2 separate regions of the Mus musculus genome follow, and region 2 is linked to region 1. Evidence: chromatin contacts called from public capture Hi-C data. All regions are on one chromosome and are shown on one strand. The core of a region is the stretch at or near the end of the contact, and the rest is flanking DNA. Distances in the headings are between cores, read along the strand shown. Region 1 overlaps Crybg1 (crystallin beta-gamma domain containing 1). Region 2 overlaps Crybg1 (crystallin beta-gamma domain containing 1).

What was found. Capture Hi-C pulls out chosen DNA fragments and counts their contacts.
Region 2: a capture Hi-C map of bone marrow-derived macrophages shows a contact between it and region 1, with 5 times the contacts expected there. The contact joins two enhancer-like sites. A contact is called at or near these places in 2 of 15 datasets of contacts at CTCF or cohesin (the G1E-ER4 cell line and the NIH/3T3 cell line), 5 of 484 Hi-C or Micro-C datasets (the C10 cell line, bone marrow-derived macrophages, embryonic stem cells and 2 more), 2 of 115 datasets of contacts at active chromatin or transcription factors (embryonic fibroblasts and embryonic stem cells) and 3 of 9 other capture datasets (adipose tissue, bone marrow-derived macrophages and liver).

The regions. Positions count from the first base shown.
Region 1 is chr10:44,027,027-44,031,340 of GRCm38.p6, forward strand. All of the region lies in intron 2 of Crybg1 (crystallin beta-gamma domain containing 1), which reads right to left. Among named protein-coding and RNA genes, the nearest start is that of Gm40636, 61 kb to the left of the region's middle. Within about 2 kb of position 2,740, at least 45 of the 459 cell types and tissues checked have an H3K27ac peak or open chromatin away from gene starts, as enhancers often do. A contact at or near this core is called in bone marrow-derived macrophages, where this site is marked.
Region 2 is chr10:44,066,559-44,071,019 of GRCm38.p6, forward strand. The region is part of intron 1 of Crybg1 (crystallin beta-gamma domain containing 1); the gene reads right to left. Among named protein-coding and RNA genes, the nearest start is that of Crybg1, 80 kb to the right of the region's middle. Within about 2 kb of position 2,718, at least 102 of the 459 cell types and tissues checked have an H3K27ac peak or open chromatin away from gene starts, as enhancers often do. A contact at or near this core is called in bone marrow-derived macrophages, where this site is marked.

The DNA of each region.
Region 1 (4,314 bases), core at 1,490-3,989:
ATAAAGTAAAGCCCCCAAATGGCTGGGCTCACCAATGAGCAGTTTGTGCTTAATTTGAAGTGGGAAGATCCACTCCTAATCTGGATCTTTGAGGTGGGAAGACACAGTTTTTTTTTTCTCCAAGACAGGGTTTTTCTGTGTAACCCTGGCTGTCTTGGAACTCACTCTGTAGACCAAACTCATGGATGTTAAAGGTATTCACCACCACAACCTGGCTAAGACACACCTTTAATGTGGAACTTTTGGGGTCAAGAATGTTCATCTTTAATCCAGGCCATACCTTCTGCTGGAAACCTATGTAAGGACAGAGAAGAAGGAAGCTCCCCTCTCTGCCTGCTTCCTCTAGCTTCCTAGAGCTCTAGCTAGCTGGCAAGTCCATTCCTTCACTGGCATTGAGCCTACTTCTTCAGGATTCCAGTGTATACTGAAGACCAGCTGAATGATCCAGCCTCGTGGACTGAACAATTACTGGATTCTTGGACCTTCTGTATATCACCAGATATAGTTACATTAGCTAGACCACAGCCTGTGAGTCATTATAATCCTTTAATGTATATTAATGTTTGTTGTATTAGTTGTTATTGTAGACAACCCTGACTAACACACACACACACACACACACACACACACACACACACAGATATAAAAGCAAAACTATAAAAATAAAAATACTCAGGCATGGTGACACAGTTATAATCCCAGCACTTGGGAGGTAGGGGCAAGAAGGTCACGAGTTCAAGGTCAGCCTGGGCTACAGCAGATATCTCAAAACAAACAAGCAAGCAAGCAAGATAGAGGCAAGGAAGGGCCTTTTTGCCTTATCTTTTCTTTTTTGTTGTTGTTGCTTTGTTTTATGTTTTTATTACTTTATTACATGTGTATGAGTATTTTGTCTCTGGGTACCATGTGCATGCCTGGTGCCCAAAGAGGCCAGAAAAAGGCATGAGATAACCCTGGAACTGTAATTACAAATGGTTGCTTCACACCAAGTGGGTGCTGGGAATAAAACCTGGGTCCTCTCACAGACAGCAAGTGCTGTTAACTGCTGAGCCACCTCTCCAGCCCCTGTTGGTATACTTTGATATAGGATTTCATGTAGCCCAGGCTAGCTTCAAACTGACTATGTAGTTGAGAGTGTCCTTGAACTACTGATTCTCCCTCACCCCCTCCTCAGTGCTGGGTTAGCAGCAAGCGTCACCATGCCCGGCGTCCCCACTGTCTTTTCGGAAGTTGGCAGTTCTGTCTCCCAGCTTCTTGCTTTCTTGATTAAAATAAACACCCAGTCTTTCTCCACTCAGGAACACTCCAGGTGTTTTCTTTACTAACAAAAAGGAAAATTTTATTCTTTGCAGTAAGACAGCGATAGTTTTCATTTTTGTAGGAGTCTGGGCTGAGTATGGAGTAGCACACCCAGAATCATTCATAAATCTATACTGTTCTCCTCCACTTAAAGGGCTCTCACCAAGAATCTGATTATGCTACAAAGAAGAAAATAGCTTCTAATGTCTGGCACATTTTAGGAAATAGATAACCAAAATGAGATGCCCCTTGAGCAGATTTTTTAAAAATAGGTTTTGTCTGAATAAGAAATAGGGATCTTTAGGAAGGCAAGAACATATAGATTTGGATTTTGAAAGCGGACTTTAGAAATGGTGAGAGGACAAGATCAGTGAGAGTCTTCTAGTGTGTGGGATGGCAGAAGCCATCTTCTCAGCAGCAGCTACAAGTGCAGTTCTCGGCAGGTTGGTTGCCTGCAGTGCCAGGCTCTCAGCAAAAGTCTATTGTGCTTATACAATCATATTTTTATGCGATGCTCTGGAAAAATCAAGAAGGAACCTGTTTCCAAGCACAAGATGACTTGTAGTACAAGGAAGTATGGGGAGAGAGGTGGGAAAGGATGGTCTCAGGGAGGACCACAGTGAGCGGTGAGGGGTGGAGGAGGACTCAGCAGGTGGAATGTTACCTGCTATCTTTTGTTTTCCGTGTTACAGGACAGGTGCTCTTGAATGCCTGGGAATCTCCGGGGATAGCACGTGATACATATTTTATATATTTATATCTTATTTTTATAAACTGTAACCATGAGTGTTAAGTCAACTATGACTCACGAATTTTGGTAAGCATTTCCTAGAGCTAAATTCGTTGAATTGAAAGAGGAGCATATTATTGTATTATCTTGTTTTTTATAGTGGTTTCCCATAGCGTAGGGCACTTGAATACCTGTTCCCCAGTTGGTGGCACTGTTTGGCAGTGTTGTAGTGTTCTATTGCTGTGAAGAGACACCATGACCAAGACAACTCTTATAAAGGAAAGCATTTAATTGGGGGTTTGCTTCTAGTTTCATAGGGTTGGTCCATTATCATTATGGTGGGGAGTCTGGTGGCAGACAGGAAGGCATGTTGCTGGAGGAGTAGCTGGGGGGAAGGAGAGAGGGAGGGGAGGGAGGGGGGAAGGAGAGAGAGAGATAGAGAGGGAGAGGGAGAGAGGGGGAAGGGGAGACAGAGAGAGAGAGAAAGAGAGAGAGAGAGAGAGAGAGCTAGAGGAAGAAGGGATCCAAATTCCTTTCTTGACTCAACTGAGGACGAAGCATGCACGTATATGAGCCTGTGGCAGTCAATCTCATTTAAATCACCACAGCCAGTTTAGAATGTGTGGCCTTGCTGGAGGAAGTATATCACTGAGGGTAGGATCTGAGGTTTCAAAAGCCACCCATCTCCACTTGGCTCTCTCTGCTTCCTGTTTGTGGTTGGAGATACATGCTCTCAGCTCTCAGCTCTCAGTTCCAGGCTCCAGCTGCTATGCCTGCCACTGCTCAGCTTCCCTGGCTGGTGATGGACTGCAAGCCCCAATCAGCCCTTCCTTCCCTAAGCTGCCTTGGCTATAGTGTTTTATTACAGCAATAGGAAATCGAAGCAGGCTTGCAGACAAGGTGCAAGTAGACAGAAGACGAGGGACTTGTCCAAGGGCAGTCACTAAGTCTGAGGCTGGCCAGCCAGTCCTCCCTTCCATCAGTTCTAACCTCCGGCTCTGCAGAAACCACCTCTGCTTTGGGTCCCTTTCATCTTGTCCCTTCTGTCAGGGCCTCCTTGCTTAGCCCATCTCTTTCTATCCTCACTCTCATCTCCATTGTAATGTCAGCTTTATGGAGCCTTGGATATCCTTGGGGTTTCTTGACAGTACAGTTCCATGCTGCAGTATTGAGTCAGTCCTCTTTAAGCATTCAATAACCTGGGGCTACAGGACTCTTATGAAGCCACCCAGGAAGAGGAAAGGTTAGGTGTACTTGAGCAACCCTTTCTCCCTCGTGACACGGATGGTTCTGAGAAGTGGCCAACATGGCTGCCACAATCCCCTCACCCATTGTCCTATGATCTCTCAGCACTAGCTAGTCCTTGCTTCAGTCAGAGTCCCTTCAGACTGTTCTACACACGCAGTTTTTCCAGACTGCCCTTTCCAGACTACCACATATTTTTTACCTGTCACCTTAGAGAAGCCTCCTGTGACTCCACCACCTGTTAGGATAATACTTCCTCATAGTCATCTCTACCCCCTTTCTCTGGTACATTATTCATCCAATTTCCTGTCTCTAGCTCACTAGATTAAAATGTGTGTATCTTTACTTTCATTTCCCCCCTGGAGCATCCTGTCCTGAGAGCATGGATGTTACCGTCTCCCTTCACTCTGTGTTCTCAGAGCCTCACAGTCTTGCAACAGGAGTCCCAAATACCCAGTGAGCGCTCCAGAAAGTTACAGAACGGATGCATTCATTTCACGGCATTGTTTTACAGTGAAAAATCCTCAAGTCTGGCTTGCTTAGCAAAGCACATACAAAGAGAATGAGCATTAGAGAAGCCCTGCAAGAAAGAAAAGACAGAAATGGAGATGGGGGCAATGGTGGGCACAGAGGCCCTAAGAGCAGTGTCCTGATCCAAGACTAGAACAGCCCCGACGGGCAAGGAGGGAGTTGCTCCTGAGACAGGGACCCACAGACAGATGTGAGGAGGAGATGCTGGCAGGGACTGAGAGACACAGGCGGCCTGCAATGCCTGCCTACTGGAGAGGATCTAGAAGAAAGAAGGTCTAAGCCTCACTTCCTTCCTTCTCTTTGATCTCCTTCCAGGATCTCTGTGTCTGGTGCCAATAGGAAGCACAATGGACCATCTAAATGGAACTAGTGGGTAGATCCACAAAAGACAGAGGGGAGGAGGAGGCCAGATCTGCAGAAGAACCTACAGGAGCAGGAGAGAGCCAGGCTCTACCTCTGGTCCTCTCTGAGGATGAGTTGGAGTTGAGAACTATATCATCGGAGATCAA
Region 2 (4,461 bases), core at 1,468-3,967, 40 kb after region 1:
TTAAATGCACGGGAGGAAATGAAGGCAGGGAAGGTGTTCTAACACTGAAGGTGCCTACCCCGAATCTATTTCCTTTAGCTGCCCCCTGCCATCTTCTCCCCCTACATTTTCTTGGCTTGGAACACTAATTTGTTCAACCACCTACCCATCATGCACTTCAGAAGCCATATCCAACTGAAGCGGTCACCCATGAGGTCAGATCCTTGAGTTTTGGTCCTTTTACCCTGTCATTAATTTGGGCATATCTCTTACCGGATGTTATAACATTGTTTTATGTCTGTGTACCTGAAAAGCGTTCATAGTCACCATGGTATGATTCCGATCCGAGGGATGAAGGGTGGATGCTAAAGGACTAGGAAAGTCCTCTGTTTAAAAAGTCCACAGGAAGAAACAAGCCCTCTCCCTGCAGGTGGTGGTGACTTGGGACCATTCAGGGAAATAGGCAGAGAAATGACCGAAAAGAAAGCAGAACAAACACACAAGAGCAACTGGAATCTAAACATATTGATGCACTGCTGACTTACTCGGTCCAATACCAGTTTTATCTCTGAGCTTTTGTGTTAGAAATACCCTATTCTTTAAGCCATTTTGAATTACCAAAGCATTGAAATTAAAACAAGCATTTATAGACTCCCTGCCCCCCCCCCCCCAATCATATGGTTGAGGCTGAATAAAGTAGAGGAAGATTTCTGCTTTTAATGAAAACTACCAGTGAGGTGGGAAGAGAAGTAGCAACTCAATGCCTCACGTTTCACAGGAGCAATGGAATCTTCTGAGAATTTCTACAGTATACCAAGGGTAAAGAGACAAATGGGAGAATGTTTTAGGATTCGGAAAAGTGCAAATCAGGGAGGTAATACCCGAAAGGAAGCCCTGTATGAGAATAATGCGCCTACTTTAGCTGTTGTTTTGTTTTGTTTTGTTGTTTGAGTGAGGGTTCTCACATAGCCCAGGCTAGCCCCGAACTTCCTATATCATCACGTATGACCCTGATCTCCTGATCCTTCCGCCTTTGCTTCCCAATTACTTGGACTGCAGGCAGCACCACCATGCCAGGCATGGGCATGACTGGGAGAAGTCTCTCCTATACAACTTTAACAAAACAAAACATTATTCTTTGCACAACAAAAGATGAGAAGGGACATTAGAAGCGGTGTTTTTTTTTTCCTCCCTTCTAGACATAGCAAAGAAAGAGAATTGTGTCAGTGTAGAAAGGAATTGAACTAAAGGATCTCATAGGGCTGTCATCGTGAGGTATTCTATAATCCTAGTTCCAGGAAGTGGAGGAGGAAGGACTCCGAGTTCAAGGTCACCTGGGTTTGCATAGTGGAACCCCAAGGAACAGAGATGAAATTGTATGATTTCTTTAGTTAGAACGTAACAGATCTATCTCATGCAACATTTGATACTATATAAAAATCATCTTGGGCTACATAGAGAAGCTCTATCAGAAAAACAAACAAAGTAAAAGAGTTCTTCAGGCAACTCTTTAATAATTTACACACACATACACACACACACACACACACACACACACACACACACACACACACACACACTGGAGAATAACAGCTGAGAAGCACCCGACAGCTGAGGAGGTAGGAAGACTTACGCAGATACACCTTTCATAAAGCCTTTCTTCACAAGCTCTTCTCTATCCCTAACCATCTGCCCTCTGCTCACAAATATGCCAAGAGGAATAGGAAGCGAGAAAAGACACCCACACCCTGAAACAGTATCATTTCTTATAAATTGGGGCAGTAGAGCAAAATTGTATAGATAGTCTACTGTCCTTAATACTGATCTTTGGAGTAAAATATATATATTTATTTATTGGAGATTGAAGAGATGAAAATGTTCTCGTGTGCCCCCTATGAGAGTGAAGGCAGGTGTCCAAGAACTGAGCTGTCTCTTCTATTGCACCATCCATGTTAAATGGTCCAAAGATGGCAAAGCTGTTTGTTCTTTCTACATATTTTGCTTGTGAGCCAATCCTTGCCTGTTTATAGTACAGGATCCTTTCCCCTCTAAGTAACCCAAAATCTAGCTCAGAGAAACCAATAAAAAAAAATGTTTATTAACATATAAACTAAGAAGAGCTCCTGAGCTTAATCAGTGAACTCAACTGCTTCTAGATTCTGTGGCTTCTCCAGTTCCAGACATCACAGAAATGCCAGGCTATCTTCTTGTGCATCTTCCTCAGAAATGAGGAAATATCCCAAAAGCCATTTCTTGTCACATGTCATTACACGACAAACCAGTTCCTGGACCTGCTCCTTTGAGCCTGGAGCCTGAAGGACACTGTGTCCATTCAGAGAACAGACATCTGACAAACCTAGGATTCTATTAGGAAAGAATGAGTGGGGAGAGGCAAAAACGGATGCTCTCTACCTGCTGCCCGGCTTTCTCGTGAAACAAGCTCCCCACACTTACTGTAACACTGATACAGGTAGAGTCAGGCCATGTTTATGACTGAATCTGAGGCATCGAAGTAGAAACCCATGTGATTTAGGCCTCACAGTAGGCTGAACCCAGGATGCCTGTCTGCTTGCTCCTTTCACTCATGGTATACACTAGTAAGGCTTAGCATGGACCCAAGGGTTGATTCTGTTTGGTAAGCCTGTACTCGTGATCTCCCGGACTCAAGATACACACCGTCCTGAGGCAGGTCTCTTATCAGTGGCCAGAGGAGGAGAGAGCTATCGTTTGCAGTCCCAGGGAAGGGCCTGGCCTAGTGCTCTTCTGAAACAGGAAGTGCTGTCTGAGGCACACTCATTACTTCAGACCTGCCTCTGAGGGAGGAGGAGATACCAGTGACTTCCCTTTCCTCATGACCCAGATCCAAACAGCAGCCACGCACCTGGCCACTCCAATCATCATCTCACACGCTGCTCCAGGACTTAGGTGAGCGGGAATGAAAGGCCAGGAGATGTGTGGGCCCAGAGGTCATCATGAGGCAGGCTTAGCTGCAGGGCAGCCTTTCACACACCTCAGATGCTCCTATCACCTGTAAGGACTCCTCACTTCCTCTAGATGCCTCAGCCACAGTAAAGTTATTGTACAAGTGTTTATCCTAAAACACAGTGCCTTCAATCCCAGCACCCAGGAGTCAGAGGCAGAGGCAGGAGAATTTCTGTGAGTTCCAGGTCAGCTTGGTCTAAATAATGAGTTCCAGGATAGCTACAAAGTGAGACCCTGTCAAAACGAAAACCAAACAAACACAACACAACACAACACAAAACAAACCCACAACCCCAAGACTGTAGGGTAATGGCCTAAAATACAACCTACAAGATGGTTTCTTTCTACTACATAGAAAGAAAACACTGGGAGTCATGCAGAAGCTTTATAGATTCTGGGAATCTTATCACTGTCATCTATCTAGCCATGCCAGATATCAACATGCATAAAAAGGAACAAACCCACACCCCCACCTCTGGAGGTCTGTGAGGCCTAGGGCTATAACACACTCAGTTCTGAAGAACAGTTGCATAAGGACTAGACACTTAAAATCTCCCTAGCCTAAAAGCCAACCTTGATAAATGTTTGCAACAGCAAAAGCCAATTGGAAAGTTGGGTACTTTTTCATGCCTAATGAAGTAAATTTTAGTTTCACTCCTAACAATTAGGCTAGAGGAACCATAAGAAAGGCTAAATGTTGCCAGGCAGTGGTGGCACACGCCCTTAATCCCAGCACTTGGGAGGCAGGGGTAGGCAGATTTCTGAGTTCGAGGCCAGCCTGGTCTACAGAGTGAGTTCCAGTACAGCAGGGCAATACAGTGAAACCCTGTCTCGAAAAACCCAAAATAAATAAATACATAAATAAATAGGCTACAATAGAGCAAGGGAGGATTTGTGAGAGAGTTTGGAGGGAAGAAAAGAATGGGGGAAATAATATAATTATATTGTAATCTAAAATAAAAGCTATTAAAAAAAATAAAACAGTCATTACTGGACAACAATCGTTTTGGTTAATAAAACAAAATTAAATCCTCTAAAACTGCCATCTTGCAATGGAGTCTTAACAGAACCTGTTTATTAATTTGATAATTATAATAATTTCTAAATTTTTTTCTTTCTTCTCATGAGACAGAGTCTCACTGTGAAGCATTGGCTGGTCCGGAACTCACTATGGAGACCAGGCTGGCCTTGAACTCCTAACACTCCATCTGGTTCTGTGTGCTTCATCATACTGGGCTTAATTAAAGTCTTTCCTGTTTCCCTTTTAAGGGGCAGATATTACTCTGCCTTAGTCAATATTTGTTAAGTGCTTGCATTTACTCAGGGTCATGGCTAAGAGTGGGAAACAGCTGTCAGCTCCTTTCACTTTATCCTTCCTGTTTTCCTTCATTTGAGTTTCTTTTGCAAAACCAGAGAGACCATCTCCCTGCAATTGATTTTGTTAAAAATAATGGTAAGGTTGTATCCTTGCTAGTGAATCCTCTTATGTTAGAGAGCCAC